Linked DNA regions of Mus musculus: region 1 is linked to region 2. The links are chromatin contacts, called in public Hi-C maps. All regions are on one chromosome and are shown on one strand. Each heading gives the region's core, a stretch centred on a gene start, on an enhancer-like site or on the middle of the called end of the contact. The rest is flanking DNA. Distances are from core to core; before and after follow the strand shown.

The links. A called contact is a pair of places that touch in the nucleus more often than the background predicts.
Region 1: a contact with region 2 is called in a Hi-C map of the C2C12 cell line, with 2.2 times the contacts expected there. The contact joins the promoter of Cavin4 here to the enhancer-like site in region 2. A contact is called at or near these places in 4 of 39 promoter capture datasets (the 3T3-L1 cell line, frontonasal cranial neural crest, macrophages and 1 more), 9 of 484 Hi-C or Micro-C datasets (the C2C12 cell line, the CH12 cell line, Sertoli cells and 5 more), 3 of 115 datasets of contacts at active chromatin or transcription factors (the NIH/3T3 cell line and embryonic stem cells) and 1 of 9 other capture datasets (adipose tissue).

What each region holds. Positions count from the first base shown.
Region 1 is chr4:48,659,170-48,666,384 of GRCm38.p6, forward strand. Cavin4 (caveolae associated 4) reads left to right here and starts at 4,345. Exons shown (of 2, transcript NM_026509.3): 1 at 4,345-4,860. The coding sequence starts at 4,453. Tmeff1 (transmembrane protein with EGF-like and two follistatin-like domains 1) reads left to right here. Exons shown (of 10, transcript NM_001356272.1): 10 at 2,832-3,962. The coding sequence ends at 2,916.
Region 2 is chr4:48,612,450-48,619,009 of GRCm38.p6, forward strand. It overlaps Tmeff1 (transmembrane protein with EGF-like and two follistatin-like domains 1), which reads left to right. Exons shown (of 10, transcript NM_001356272.1): 4 at 2,508-2,534; 5 at 4,783-4,882. Among named protein-coding and RNA genes, the nearest start is that of Tmeff1, 31 kb to the left of the region's middle. Within about 2 kb of position 3,277, at least 12 of the 459 cell types and tissues checked have an H3K27ac peak or open chromatin away from gene starts, as enhancers often do. A contact at or near this core is called in the C2C12 cell line and embryonic fibroblasts, where this site is marked.

The sequences.
Region 1 (7,215 bases), core at 3,095-5,594, 48 kb after region 2:
GGAGGTGTGAGAACGGACCATGCAGTCAAGGAGGCTAGAGGTCTTCGAGCTGTGCACTGTGACTGCTGACTTCAGGGAAAGTGGTTGCCGCAGAGTTTTTGGAATTTTCTGTACATTCACAGAAGAGCATGACAATGTCAACACTGCTTTAGGTCTTGCACAACTGCGATGTGTTTTATGTTCTGAACATGCACCTTACCTGTAGTAAGTGTAGTAAGAAAGAAGCAACCATCAACTTAAAAGATGGCCTTTCCTGACTGCATCATTGACTTAACATTGCTTTCTATTCTAGAAAAATGGTAAGTAGAAGGCTTTAAAATGCTGTGTTAAAAATAAAGCACAGGCCCAGTAAGATGGCTAGTGGGTAAAGGCTCCTTCTACCAAGGCTGATGTTCTCAGTTTCATCCCGAGAACCCACATGATAGAAGGAGAGAACCAACTCCCCATAGTTGTCCTCTGACCTACACACACTCACACACACACACACACACACACACACACACGTATACAGGTACACACACACATCTTCTGAATAAATAAATGTTTGAAAAACGCATCTATTGTATGTTAAAAGACTTGTTTGCAGCACAGTTGACAATAAGTGGATATTTCAAATGGAGTAGAAACATGTGAGACTGAACTGGAAAAGTCAGAGCAGAATATCCTGCCTTCTCTCCTTGTTTTTTCCTCATCTCTTCCTACTTCCTTTAAGGTTTGGTTCTCATGTTCCATGAACATTATCTTTTGTATTCTCTTGCCTTTTGAGGGCCAGGGCTTGGGGCAGAGAGTCATAGTATAGCAAGCAGATATTGACAAGCTGATTGGGTTGATAGGCCATCTATCCAAGTCCTGGAAAAAGACCTGCAAGAGTCCCAGCACCCTGGAGGCAAAATGGTAAATCTAGAAATGATGGAAAAATGTTCCCCGAGTAGCTGATACTCTCCATGAAGTTTAGGCACTAAAGTCAGCATGCTTTATTCCACAGAACAGATGATCTGCCTTTCGGCAAGACAACTGAGCATAAAATTGGGCAGTAGATCAAAGCTGGGACAGAATGCTATAACAAACAATGACAACAGGAAAAGAAGATGGGAAAAACAGTTAACAGCCTCACGGCCTTGGTCGTTTCACACAGGCTCAGAGGCTAACCACCTTGCCTGTGGTCATTCAGCTCGCAAGGGGAAGTGCCTGGGTTTGGACTCAGTGCTGTTTGATCCTTCAGTTATTCCTCTTTCTACTGAACCATTGAGAGATGGGGCCATGTTGAGTTGTGTTAGGATTAGATCAGCCAGGTGTGACCATTGCATGGGGACAGCAACCAAACTTGATGTTGTCAAGGTTTAGTGTGTTTGAACCCTATTAATGGTCATGTGCAGAACTGATTGGAATGGGGCCGATGTGTGATAAGAGGAGACCATTTAGGGCATTAGTAGAGGAAAGCCCCGAGTGGTAGGAAGAGTAGTTGTACTATCCTGACATTTGTGCCCCATTATGGCCACATTTACTGCTATATAAGAAACACAGCCTTTTCCCACCCCAGCCCCTGAATAGCTTGCTGTCTTGTATGTGGAATCCTGTGACTATGTTCTTGGACCACACCATTGAATTTTTAAGGCACGCCTCTCCCATGTAGTCCATTAGGGGACAGCTGTACATCTTTGATGGCTGTTTCTTGTGAGGAATCTTTCTTTAAATGGATGTTCCTACCACCCCACTTATCTGTGAGTCATATTTTCTTCTTTTATGCTTGGAGTCTTTTATTTTTTTTCAGACTATTAGAATGGCAAATTGGCAGGGACTTTGAACATGTCTTAGCCAAACTCTACTGTATAGAAGAAAAAGGCCTGGTCCCAGGAACTTGGAATTCCTCCCGGTCATGGTGGGTTAGTGACAGTTGAAACCAGTTGCTTAGCCTGTCAGCCAGCTCCCTCGTTATGAAATGGATATGATCCCAGCCCTGTCTGCATCAGACTATATTTATAAGGATTAGTGAAAGAAAATCCACTGAAACCATCAGAAACATTGTCGTTAAGGCTTTTAAGTTAAGGCAAAGCAGCCCTCTTTGAAACTGAATGCAAACATGGAATATTAGGGCAAATACAGTGGAAATGGTCTTGTAATGAGGCTGTTTCCACACAGGAGCATCGAATTTGCACAGATGGCTACTACCGATACTAACAGTAGGATCCAAACTCAAAGTGGCCAGAATCCACATAAGTGCCTTACTCTGCATTCACACACTCCTTTGCAAGAGCTGATCATGCAGTCTGGTGGGTAGAGAAAGGAATAGTTAACACTGTCTGGAGGTTTGTTCCACATTAGGACCACCTTTACTGAAATGTAAGATCAGGGACCAGGAATCCCTCACCTGTAGGGAGGGGCCCAGTCTCCTGGGCGGTTCTGTGGCATGCCGCAACTAGGTGTACTCCAGCTCTGATTGACTTAGAGGGCTTCCGCGCATCCTGTCTGAGATCATCGGTGTTGTGCTATTGCTCTCCGTCAGAGAAGCTTCCTTGTCGCCTTGGCGCTGTGATAATGCTCAGGAAAAGTAGTGAGGTCAGCATCTTTTCACCTTCACAGCGATCAGTCTCGGGAACTGAGGACTTACCGGGCCAGAGAGGCCGACGTCCCTCTCAGAAATGTGTATCAGCAGTGTGTGACCCCTCCCAACTCCAGCTATAGAGCAAAGAACAACCAGTCATTGTGCCTTGAATTAAGTCTCTTACTTCCTTTTCTAACGGGTGCAGTGTGTGAACTGTGCGTTACTTTGACATAGTTTAAACATCCTTAACTGATTTTGTTTTTTAATATCTGTATTTTCAATGCAACAGGAAATGCCCCAAGAACAATAGAGGGCGGAGGCAGAAGCAGAACCTGGGTCATTTTACTTCAGACACTTCATCCAGAATGGTCTGAGCCGCGGACTTTTATATGCGCACTGACCACGTGATGTACATTTATTATGTCTTTTTTTAAAGAATGGAAATATTTATTTCAGAGGCCTTATTTTTGGACATTTTTAGTGTAGTACTGTTGGCTCGTATTTAGAATATTTAGCTACAACAGTTTTTGACTGTTTAGTAGTCTCTGTTTTATGTTTTTAAATACAGAAATTGGCTTCACGAATTTGTAACACATGGTGATACTACTAAGACTTGTTCTTTATCCATGGAATGTAATATTTTTGCAGAGACGGATGGACCCACTTCACGGTGGTCATAAAGTCATACTTCTTCCCCAGTGACCACAGCAAATGACAAAGCATGAACTAAAGTAAAGATGTTTACAGATTACTTTTCTTACAAAAAAAATCTAGAGGACACTGTGTTTAAATAGATATTTAAATGCTTTTGAGGTTTAGTATCTGATTTTTTTTAGACACTTCCCCTATTGCATGGGCTGCCAAGCTGTGTGTATGTGTTAGATGTCACATATTTATAAGCTGTACAAACTGCAGTTGACTATTTCTCTCCTTGAAGAAATAATCCTAATCATTTTAAAAGGGGCCTGGGAATTAACGGTGGAACAGGTCACTGAAAATAGGTTTAGATATTGTCAAGATAGGGCGTTTAATGAGCAGATTGCAATAAAACCTACAGTATCAGCTAAACTACTTTAATACACATTCATTTTTAAACATTGTATTTGTTTTAATATAAATGTACAAATTATATCAGTGTTTGTGAATACAATGCAGAAATAATTGTTAATGATTGGTGCTCTGAAAGTGAGCTTAAAAATGACCTAAGACCTCTAATTCAAATCTGTCCTGTAGTAGCTCTATTAATAGATCGTTGGTGTTTCAAAGTCTGAACTGTGAGTAGAATGTATCGAGGCGTTTAACATGTAGTTTAGCCAGTCAAAAGTATGCATGTAGAGTTTAAAGACTATGTTTAAACTTAAATATTAATTTTAATAATTTGATTTGGAAAAGCATGTTATAATATAATGTTTTCACTATACGGTCTGCTTTGTGTGCTCATTTATTGTATTATTTGATATTGGTCTGTTAGTACTAATAATAGGAACAATTCATAGGACAAGAAGATTGCAGTTCAGAATTCTCTTTCCTTTTACAAACCACCCCCTGAAATGATCCAAAGAGAAAAACTTAGTTCAGTGTTTGAAGCAACTTGGCTTGCAGGCTCAGTATGAGTAACATAGTGGCTTTAGTGAACTTCTTCTCACAGTTTCCCCCTCCCACCCACACAGACTTATTTGAGGTCCTTAGTCAGTCGGCAAGCATGTTTGGAACCGGCCCCGGTGCTTTGCAAGGGCTCATGTTGCAGGGCAGTCACGTATGGGCACTTGTGTTATAAATACTTGACCACTCTCCAGGGTGCGGTTTTCAACCCTTTAAAGCAGCTCCGTTGCCTGCTTCCTAGCCGACTTTTGGCTCCAGGCGTAGGAACCGGATTGCCATAGGACACCTTCTGCTGAGAAAAAAGTAAAATGGAACACAACGGATCAGCTTCAAATGCTGGTAAAATCCACCAGAATCGGTTGTCAAGTGTGACGGAAGATGAAGACCAAGACGCAGCCCTCACCATTGTGACCGTGCTGGACAGAGTGGCCAGTGTCGTGGACAGTGTGCAGGCAAGCCAGAAGAGAATTGAGGAGAGACACAGAGAAATGGGTAACGCGATAAAGTCTGTCCAAATAGACCTGCTGAAGCTCTCACAGTCACACAGCAATACGGGCTACGTTGTCAACAAGCTGTTTGAGAAGACCCGGAAAGTCAGCGCTCACATTAAGGATGTCAAGGCCCGGGTAGAGAAGCAACAGGTTCGTGTAACCAAAGTCGAAACCAAGCAAGAAGAAATAATGAAGAAAAACAAATTCCGAGTGGTAATCTTCCAGGTAAGCTTGCATTTGGGGCCAGCTCGATGACCATATTCCCTCTCATCCTTTGCCACCGAGTCACAGGGGTGTCCAATGTCACATGTCAGCCATGGTATATGGGAATATACTGAGCTCGCCAAATAGTCACCTTGGGAGAGAGAACCATTCCTAACCAATGCTGCTGTCTCTCGCCCATGGGTCAGGCTTCTTATTAGTCATGGAATGTGAACTGTGGCTTGTGGCTCGGGCTATTTCTTGCCTTTGAAACTCAATACTGTCAGGTTCTTTCAGCATTTGAGTCTTAGTAAACACAGTGACCCAGTAGACTTTAGAATGTTGGAGCCAAAAGGGTCTTAAGAAATCTCAAGTTTGAAGACTGGTTTTGCTACATAAAAGAAGAAACCGGGAGGTTCCAAGGATGCAGTTCGGGAGTAGAACACTTGTTCATGTGGCCGAGGCTTGTGTTTGATTTACAGCAGCCCCCTAAAAGAGAACAGTTTAGGAGCCAGCACCCAGGCAGTCATAGATTTATTCTTACCAAGAACTCAACCAGTAAATCAAAAACTCTGAATATAGTTTGTCCATTGGAATTTTTTTTGTATTATTCACAATAAGAAAAGCTAAGTGTTTCCAAATCAGGCCATTATTTGTGTTAAAAATGTTGACTGGTTTTGTAAGACAGTCCAGCCCATAGTTCATGGTGACCTAACCCTCACTATTTAATAATCCAGGCTGGCCTCAAACTATGGTGGTGATCCTGCCACAGCCGTCCAAGTGCTAGTACTATAGACACTGAGTCCCAACTCCCCATTAAGTTTTATGTCTTAATATTATTCTTACAATAATACAGATATAGAAGTCCATAAATAATTCCTTACTCAATTGGGAAGCCTTTTTCCCCCCCGCTAAGATCCTATAAATGCTCAATATATGTTTTTAAAAGACCCTATGGGAAATACATATATTGTATTATAAAAATACAGTATATTTCTTAAGCTCTTGTAAATTAAATGGACAAGTTGGACTCTTTAGTCACATTAAGAATGAACGATGATAAGAAAAGACAAAGCAGATGACACCAGGGATCTTTGCTTGCCTATTTAAACACTGGCTGGTACAGAACTGTAAATCCAAAGTACAAAGGTTAGGGAAGGCCCGTCTTTCCAGTTCTGCTCTTGGGAGAATCAGTTGGCACATTTTGGGAGACATTTTTGATAGTATGTATTATGAACTTTAAATTTTTCCAAACCTACTGGCCCCGAATTTCCTGTGTGTCAGAGGATTTGTTGTAAGCATAAAGTCAGGAATGTGTGGGAATGTCCATCCATGCATACACACATCTATATACTTTTAAAAGTGGAAGTCAGTGTGCACAGAACCCTAGAAGAGCAGACAACATGAAATACAGAAACAGTGATAGAAACGTCAGGCCTGTAACCTTCACGTTCTCTGTGCATTCGGCAGTGTCCCAGACTCAAGTTACGCTGGAATGGGCGAGAGGTACTTTTGGATTTGTTTTTATCAGTTCACAGGGTATTTAGGGAAAAGATGGGGAATTTCGAAGATAGAAGAGTACACTGGTGTCTTTAAAGTTCTTTCCCATCACCCTTTTCTTATAAGCTCCGAGAGGCCTTTCTCTAGGCTTAAAAATGTCACCTGACTTCAGGTGTCCATTCCAGTACTGGTGCAGATAGTGATGAGCTGGGCATGGGACCAAAGAATAGATCCATTCACCTCCTGGGGCATCAGCCACTGCCTGCTCACCCTCATGTGCATGCTTATGTCAGGAAGAACACTGGGGGCCCCACGTATCAGGGGAACCTATAAGCAAAGCAGTTCCCTCAGGATTCACAGAAGCTGCAGCAAGGAAACAGAAATTTCACCTGGCTCCATCTATCGGTGAAATTCTCTCCCTGACCCCTACAGAAAAGCTGTTTTTCTATTTGTTTCTATTCTCTGTAACTTGCTGGTATTTCCTTCCTGTGTTTGGATTCTATAGTTCCATAAAGAAACTGAGAGATACTAGCTAATCATAAAGCTCTTTTCTTTTAAGACAGACTACCTTGAAGATGATGTGAAACTAAGATGTATAAATTATGCAGGAGTTTGTCAAAACAAAACAAATTGCTACCTTTTAGAAGCCTACAGGGAAAATAGGAAGTTTCATATTGTTGACCTAAGACTGAAATTTCTGTACTTGTTATAGGTTAGAATGTATATAGATATATTTACATGGTTATTTTTAGCAGTTAAGATTAACCTTACTTAATTCTCATCGAAGACTGTCCCTTCTAAACTTATTTGAAACTGAGCTAGGCCGCTTAAATATATCTTCATTTTTTTTTTTTTTTTTTTTTTAAGATTTATTTATTT
Region 2 (6,560 bases), core at 2,027-4,526:
GTGTGTAAGACACCAGGTTGCTTTGATAGGCAGTGACAGGAGGTAGCTTGGCAGGTTGCAAACAACCCTGAAACTAGGAGCAGAAGGCCTCAGCGTTAAAATTGGCCCAGCTTTTATTTACCATGTAACCTTGTGCAGGCAGCTATGGCTCTGTGAACTCTGTTTCTCTAGGTCATTACATGGATATCTGCCTTCTGGGCTTGGTGAGCTCAGAAATACCGAGGTGGTGAGGTACCTTATTTTGTTGCTTGCTGACTGGGCCAGTGTTTTCATGTTTTTAGTCTTTAGAGGTGTCCTATTCTGAGAGTTTGAAATAGTTTCTCTTTCAATTACTCAGAAAAATCTCGTCTTAGGCTTTACTCTGGAGTTCTTCTTCTCTGGCCTCTCTAGGAAGTTTGTTTTATCGTCTGTGTATCTATGCATGTAGCATGCTGCATTTCACTTACCTGATCTGCTTGCTTACAGCCACTTAGGTGCTTTCTCAACCAGGAGGCTGTGTGTCCTGTCTAGGGAAGCAAAACACCTTCTCAGAACTGAGATGGACTCACACACACACACACACACACACGCACGCACGCGCGCGCGCGCGTGCGTGTGTGTGTGTGTGTGTGTGTGTGTATACCACTGATACAATTCTAACAAGGGAAACTACTGTATTATCAGAGTACTTACAGTTTTTAATTTATTTAGGGATTTTAAAAAAAGATTTATTATTTTATATATTCGAGTATTACTGTTGTTCACTTCAGACACACCAGAAGAGGGCATTGGATCCCATTACCCACCATGTGGTTTCTGGCTGGGAATTGAACTCAGGACCTCTGGAAGTCAGTGCTCTTAACTGCTAAGCCATCTCTCCAGCTCCTGTGTGTAGAAATCTTTAATGACCAAGGCAGCTGTGAGGTTTTTAAATATCCATTAAAAGTGGACATGGCTTGAAAAAACGGTTTAGGGTGAGTGTCTCATGTACTTGGAATGAGTCTTATCACTGTAATTTATCACAGCCCTTGGAACTTAATATGTGTCCAGTCAACATACATGGAACAAAAGTTTTCCTAAGAAAACTAAGGGTTAGGCTTTCATAAGTTTTTACAAATTCAACTCCTCATCTTCCATTCCTCCATTCTTCCCCTCGTTCCTTTCAGGAGACAGCCTCACACAATTGGCTAAATCAAAACAGAATGCAACTGAAAACTTTGCACACAGAGCCTGTTCCCTTGCCACTGCCTGCATGTGTGCTTTCTACACTTGCCACTGCCTGCATGTGTGCTTTCTAACCCCCTGTTGATGTGTTTCTGGTGGAGGTTGGAGGGAAGGACTGGTATTCAGTATTATCTTCCGTTCTAGAGACGATTTGAAGAATAGAATCAATTCCCAGGGGCCAAGATATCATCTCCCCTATAGAGTGCTGAAAAGTGTCAAAACTTCATCTTCCATCTCTGTTTTATTTTTATTTTTTTTACAGCTCCATGCTGATGATATGACAGAGTCTCTTGTTTTCATTCTGTGTTATATATTGGAATTTTCAGTCCTATACAATAAAACTTTAGAGTTAGGAGTGTGACTCAGTGGTAGAGTGATTGTCTAGTATGTACAAGGTCCAGCCCTACAAAATAAAACTGCCTAGTATGTATAAGGCCCAGTACTATAATTTTTTTAAAAAATTGTACATTAGTTACATTTTAGACTGTGCTCTCTCTGAGATTTATCCTGGATAGATTTCCCAGAGGAAGCTAATTTTATCATTACTATGCACATTCAACCCTGAGGGAGGTTCTCCTTGCTAAACCTTAGGGACTTTTTTTTTTTTTTTTTTTGCCTTTTGGCCTCTGGTCTGTATCCACAAATTTGATTAAGAAGACTTTTGGAGCCAGGCTCAGCCTTTATCTTTCTACTAGAAGCAGTTTATTCAGCTCCTCTCCAGCCCTAACAAAATTAAAATTTCCTTTTACCTTTTAAATGGGTGGGCAAATCATTTCTGTTTAGCTGTTCATAGTATCTTTTAGTCTTGGTACATGGGATCTGGGTATTTCCTGGCCGGCTGCCTTCTGAGATGTAAGAAATGTATTCTAATATGTTAGAAAGACTGATGGTTATGTGTCTAGGCTACTTACTCTGTACAGCCTAAAGTAGACATATGAAAATAAACCTAGCTGCCAGAAATGTGAGAAAAGAAATATATGATCCTGGATGCCATAGGGTTTTTTTTTTTTTTTTTTTGTTGTTTTTTGTTTATGATAAGAAATGTTTGGGCTGGTGAGATGGCTCAGTGGGTAAGAGCACCCGACTGTTCTTCCGAAGGTCCAGAGTTCAAATCCCAGCAACCACATGGTGGCTCACAACCATCCGTAATGAGATCTGACTCCCTCTTCTGGAGTGTCTGAAGACAACTACAGTGTACTTACATATAATAAATAAATAAATTAATTAAAAAAAAAAAAGAAATGTTACTATCTGAAAAGAGAATTTCCAGGAGAAATATTTACATTTGTTGTTTCTCTTCTCAGATAACGGCTCTGGATCTGGAGAAGGAGGTAAGTTTCAATGACTTGACTATTTTGAGAGAGTACATTTGTAGCTCAGGCTGGCTTGGAACTCCCCTCTGTTCTCATGTCTTAGCCTCTCAAGTGATGGGATTTCAGGCGTGGTCCTCCATGTCCAGTTCAGATGTTCTCCTTTGATATTTAACAACGCTGAGATAAAACTCTGACACCATAAGGGCTTCCTCACTTGAAGTTCCTAGCTCAAGGACTTTTAATGATATGCAGCGTCGTGGCTCATCACCACCACCACCATCCTTACAGGGAGCTCTGTCCCCTGGCCACCAAGGCTACTTTGGCTCTCCTTGTAACCTCAGGCAGTCTTTGTTCCACAGTGTTTTCACTGAAGGTATATTGTCAGACTAAAGGGAACCCATCATAGCTCCTGTTAAATTCAGGTTACACAAGCTGACTTCTGCTCAGGATTGTCCACACAAGTGATTTTTATCATGAAACAGAACTTTGAAATCTCTTTTATTTGCTTCTATTATTTTTTTTTTTAAATCGTAAGTCATAAGGATTCTTTTTTTTTTTTTTTTTTTTAAATCTAGAGTAAGTTGTGTCTAGAAGAGAAAGCCCACAAAACAGCTCTGGTAGAATTAAGAGTTAAATCAAAAGTTTAAAAATTTTCTGTTTTAAATTTTATTTCAGAGAAAAATGGTTTCTGATGTCATAGTTGGTAATAGCATTGCAGGGCCGGAATGAGGATGACTAATCTGCCTCATGTTTAATGAAGCTGTAAATCTTACTATCTACTCTATGCACAATAATATTTGAGGTACCCTGAGGATATGTTAAAAGACCACTCACTGGGAAAAATTCAAGCGCAAGTATAAGCTGTAATTATGATCCTAGCCACATGAAACCTTGTGTCAGGCTGCGCCTTCCTCATAGGTTCCCAAAGTTTCTGAGGTGGAAGGGACTTTGAAGGACTGCAGAGAACAGAACACTTATGGGGAGGAGTGCAAGGATGGGAGTTTCAGCCGGAAAGAAAATGATAAAAGCTACTGAACAATAGGATTTGATTTAAATGGACGTGTTTAAGCTGGAGCTCTGTAATCACGTGTGAACGCTAACTTCATGAATTTTAGATCTGAGAGCAAGAAAGGATGTTAAGAGATCACATGACCTGGTCCCTGCGATCCCTGTTCCATTAGGAGCCTCAGATGCTCCTAAGATTTGTTAATATACTACAGTCCTGGCTATTTAGCTGAGAATGTAGGCTGTTGTCAGCCATCAGGGGAGCACGGGCTGGAATGTTCAGTGGTTAGCTCAGTCATGTCGGATTTCATGATGGTTCTGAAGTCTCAGAATTATTAGCTATCATGATTATTGCAATCTGTTTGGGTATTCATTTGTGTTTGAGTGCTCCCAGTCAGACTAGGCAGATAGCAGACACTGGGGAGGTTAGGTGTCTACGTTATCTGTAGACACGCCTTTTGATAAGTCCTTCACTGACTGGCTCCCCTATACGGAATTCTATCACACACCACGTCCCTCGAGGCCAGACTCCTTCCTCACAGCTGACCTCCTGGCCTTCTTTGAGAGAGCTGCAAAGACTCACTCTAGTTGAGGCCCACAGGTGCAGGTTGCCCTTGTCTAGGGACTGTGAGTTCTTTGCTGACAATGATACGTGCTCCTTCTGTGGCTGGGAAATGGGAGACTCGAAGATTTCTACATCTGCATATTTTTTTGTCTATGCTAAGTGGATCAACTAGAGAAGAGGGACTTGTAAGAGCATCCCTTTCCTCATGCTGAATCGGAGACAAATATTTCTTTTGACTGTGAAGTGAGTTTTTGTGTGTTTAGAAAGTTGGGTGTGGAGCTAGTGTGAAGGGAGGTGATGATAATACGGTTTTCGCAGGCTGTGTTCCAGCATGTCTGTGCCAGTCAGCCTCCACAGGCGCTTCTGGGCGAGGAGAGTCACAGACTGGTTTTTTGCGCATGTTTTATTTTCTTCTACTCAATATTAAAGGGCAATTCTTTAGAAACTCATTTATTAAACCTTCCGTATTGTCCCAGCACACACAGCCTAAGACGTTATTTCGCTAACCTCGCTGTGTCGTGGGGATATGTTGTTCAGTAGCCGCAGCGGTTTTTGCTTCTAACTCTGAGAGCTTTTTAGAAGTGATTCTCTCCAGAACCTTGGGCGCTTTTTCCTTCAAAAGAAGATGATGGTTCCTAAAGGCCTGGAAAGGATCCATCGCAACTTCTGCGTGAAAGGTGGACTTTTCTCTTTCAGCAGAGGAGGAAGGCTCAGGAGCAGGGGCTCACAGGAAACATTCCAAGTGTGGACCGTGCAAGTACAAGGCCGAGTGTGACGAGGATGCGGAGAACGTTGGGTGAGTTGTGGGGAAAGGCGCGGATTGCTTTCTAGGCCACTTCCCCCGCGTTGTGGGAAGAGCGTGCTACCCTGGCCTGGAGGTTCTGCGCATGCGTACTTACGTTTTGACTATTGCTGTTAGCCCTTAGCTAGTCTGACCGTCTCACATTTTAAGTTGATGTTGCTACAATAACTGTTTAAATGTTTAGAATGAGAATCAGTATACAGTTTTTGAGTTCTATCTGTGTCCTTTTAAAAATAATTTTGATAGCTGTTTTAAAAAGGTAGCTGTGATACAAGCCCCAGGACACCCCCACCCAAAGAGCCAAAGAATAGTTCCCGCGACATTCCGCCTTTCCGCCTTCCTCCGTTAGCCCCTTGGTAATCCACCACCAAGCCTGGGGACTTCGCCCCAACAAAATTGTAAACGTTGTTAGGTTTTCGTGTAAGACTCTTGCTGTATCGTGACAGCTGTGATTGGTGAGTTGACTGTCCTGGTTGCCAGTTACACTGCGATTGTAACAATGTTTTTACTTTCTGTACAACAAGGAAAAGCTTTATAAATAAAATCTTAACATTTTGGGTCTGTTTTTTTAAGAAATTGTGTATATTAATAATGATTTATTCATGAAAACTGTTGAGTTGTTCCAGTCCCCTCTGCTAGCATCTATAACGCCCAGCTTCTGTTTCTTCTCTTGCAGTTTTATGCAAAAACTTAGTGTGTTTTTGTGCATTCAGAAAAATTTAAGAAATTTTCAAAAATGTAGCTGTATTAACTGTTTTATATAATCGAAACTTATTCTTATAAATCTCAGTTTAGTAGTTCATGTGGTTTCTCTTATCCGTGTCCCGCTTACACCAAGGTGAGTTTAATGGCCAACAGACATTCGCTGAAAGAAGTACAGTGACAAGCTGGCATCAGGCAGCCGTCAGGCTGAGTTCTCCTTTCATCAGAACCATGTTTGCGTACTCCCTACCTTGTTTTTTTCCTTTCCCTACAGTGTTTAATTTGTGCATATTTGATTTTCAAAGCTTTGATACTGACTTGAGGACCTGACAGCTAGATGAATCTTATTCATTTTCTGTTTCCTCTAGTGCATAGTCAAAAACACTCATTTTAAAGAGATTTGTACTTTATTCCTTTTGTATATTATTTTTGTGCTTTTAGATCCTGTGTTTTATTCAGTGCTTAATTCTCTTTCATCAAAATAGTGTATTAATTAGCATTAATGCCCAGAGTGAGTTTATAAATCAAGACCATACCATTTTCAATGTTAGCGGCATAATATGAACTGTTTGAGGGGCATTTGGTAAAATTAGATGCTTGGTATAAATGAATATAGGAAAGTGACTTCAGAATTTTTGTTTGTTTTGTTTTGTTTTGTTTTTTGAGAGAGGTTTTTCACTGTGTAGCCTTGGCTGTCCTGGAACTCACTCTGTAGACCTGGCTGGCCTTGAACTCACAGAGCCTGCTTTTGTCTCCTCAGAGCTGGAAATAAAGACACGTGCCACAACCACCTGGCGACTTCAGAAATTTTAATGTGTGTTGTTTCTACACATTGTTTACAGGACTGGCCTGTGATTTGATGTGGGAGAACTGTTTTTTTTTTTTTTTTAATCCAAAGAAGACAGTGGTTCATAGGACAGAGAGAAATGATACCAATCTCCAGAACAGATACTGTGCTGTCCTTCCTCAA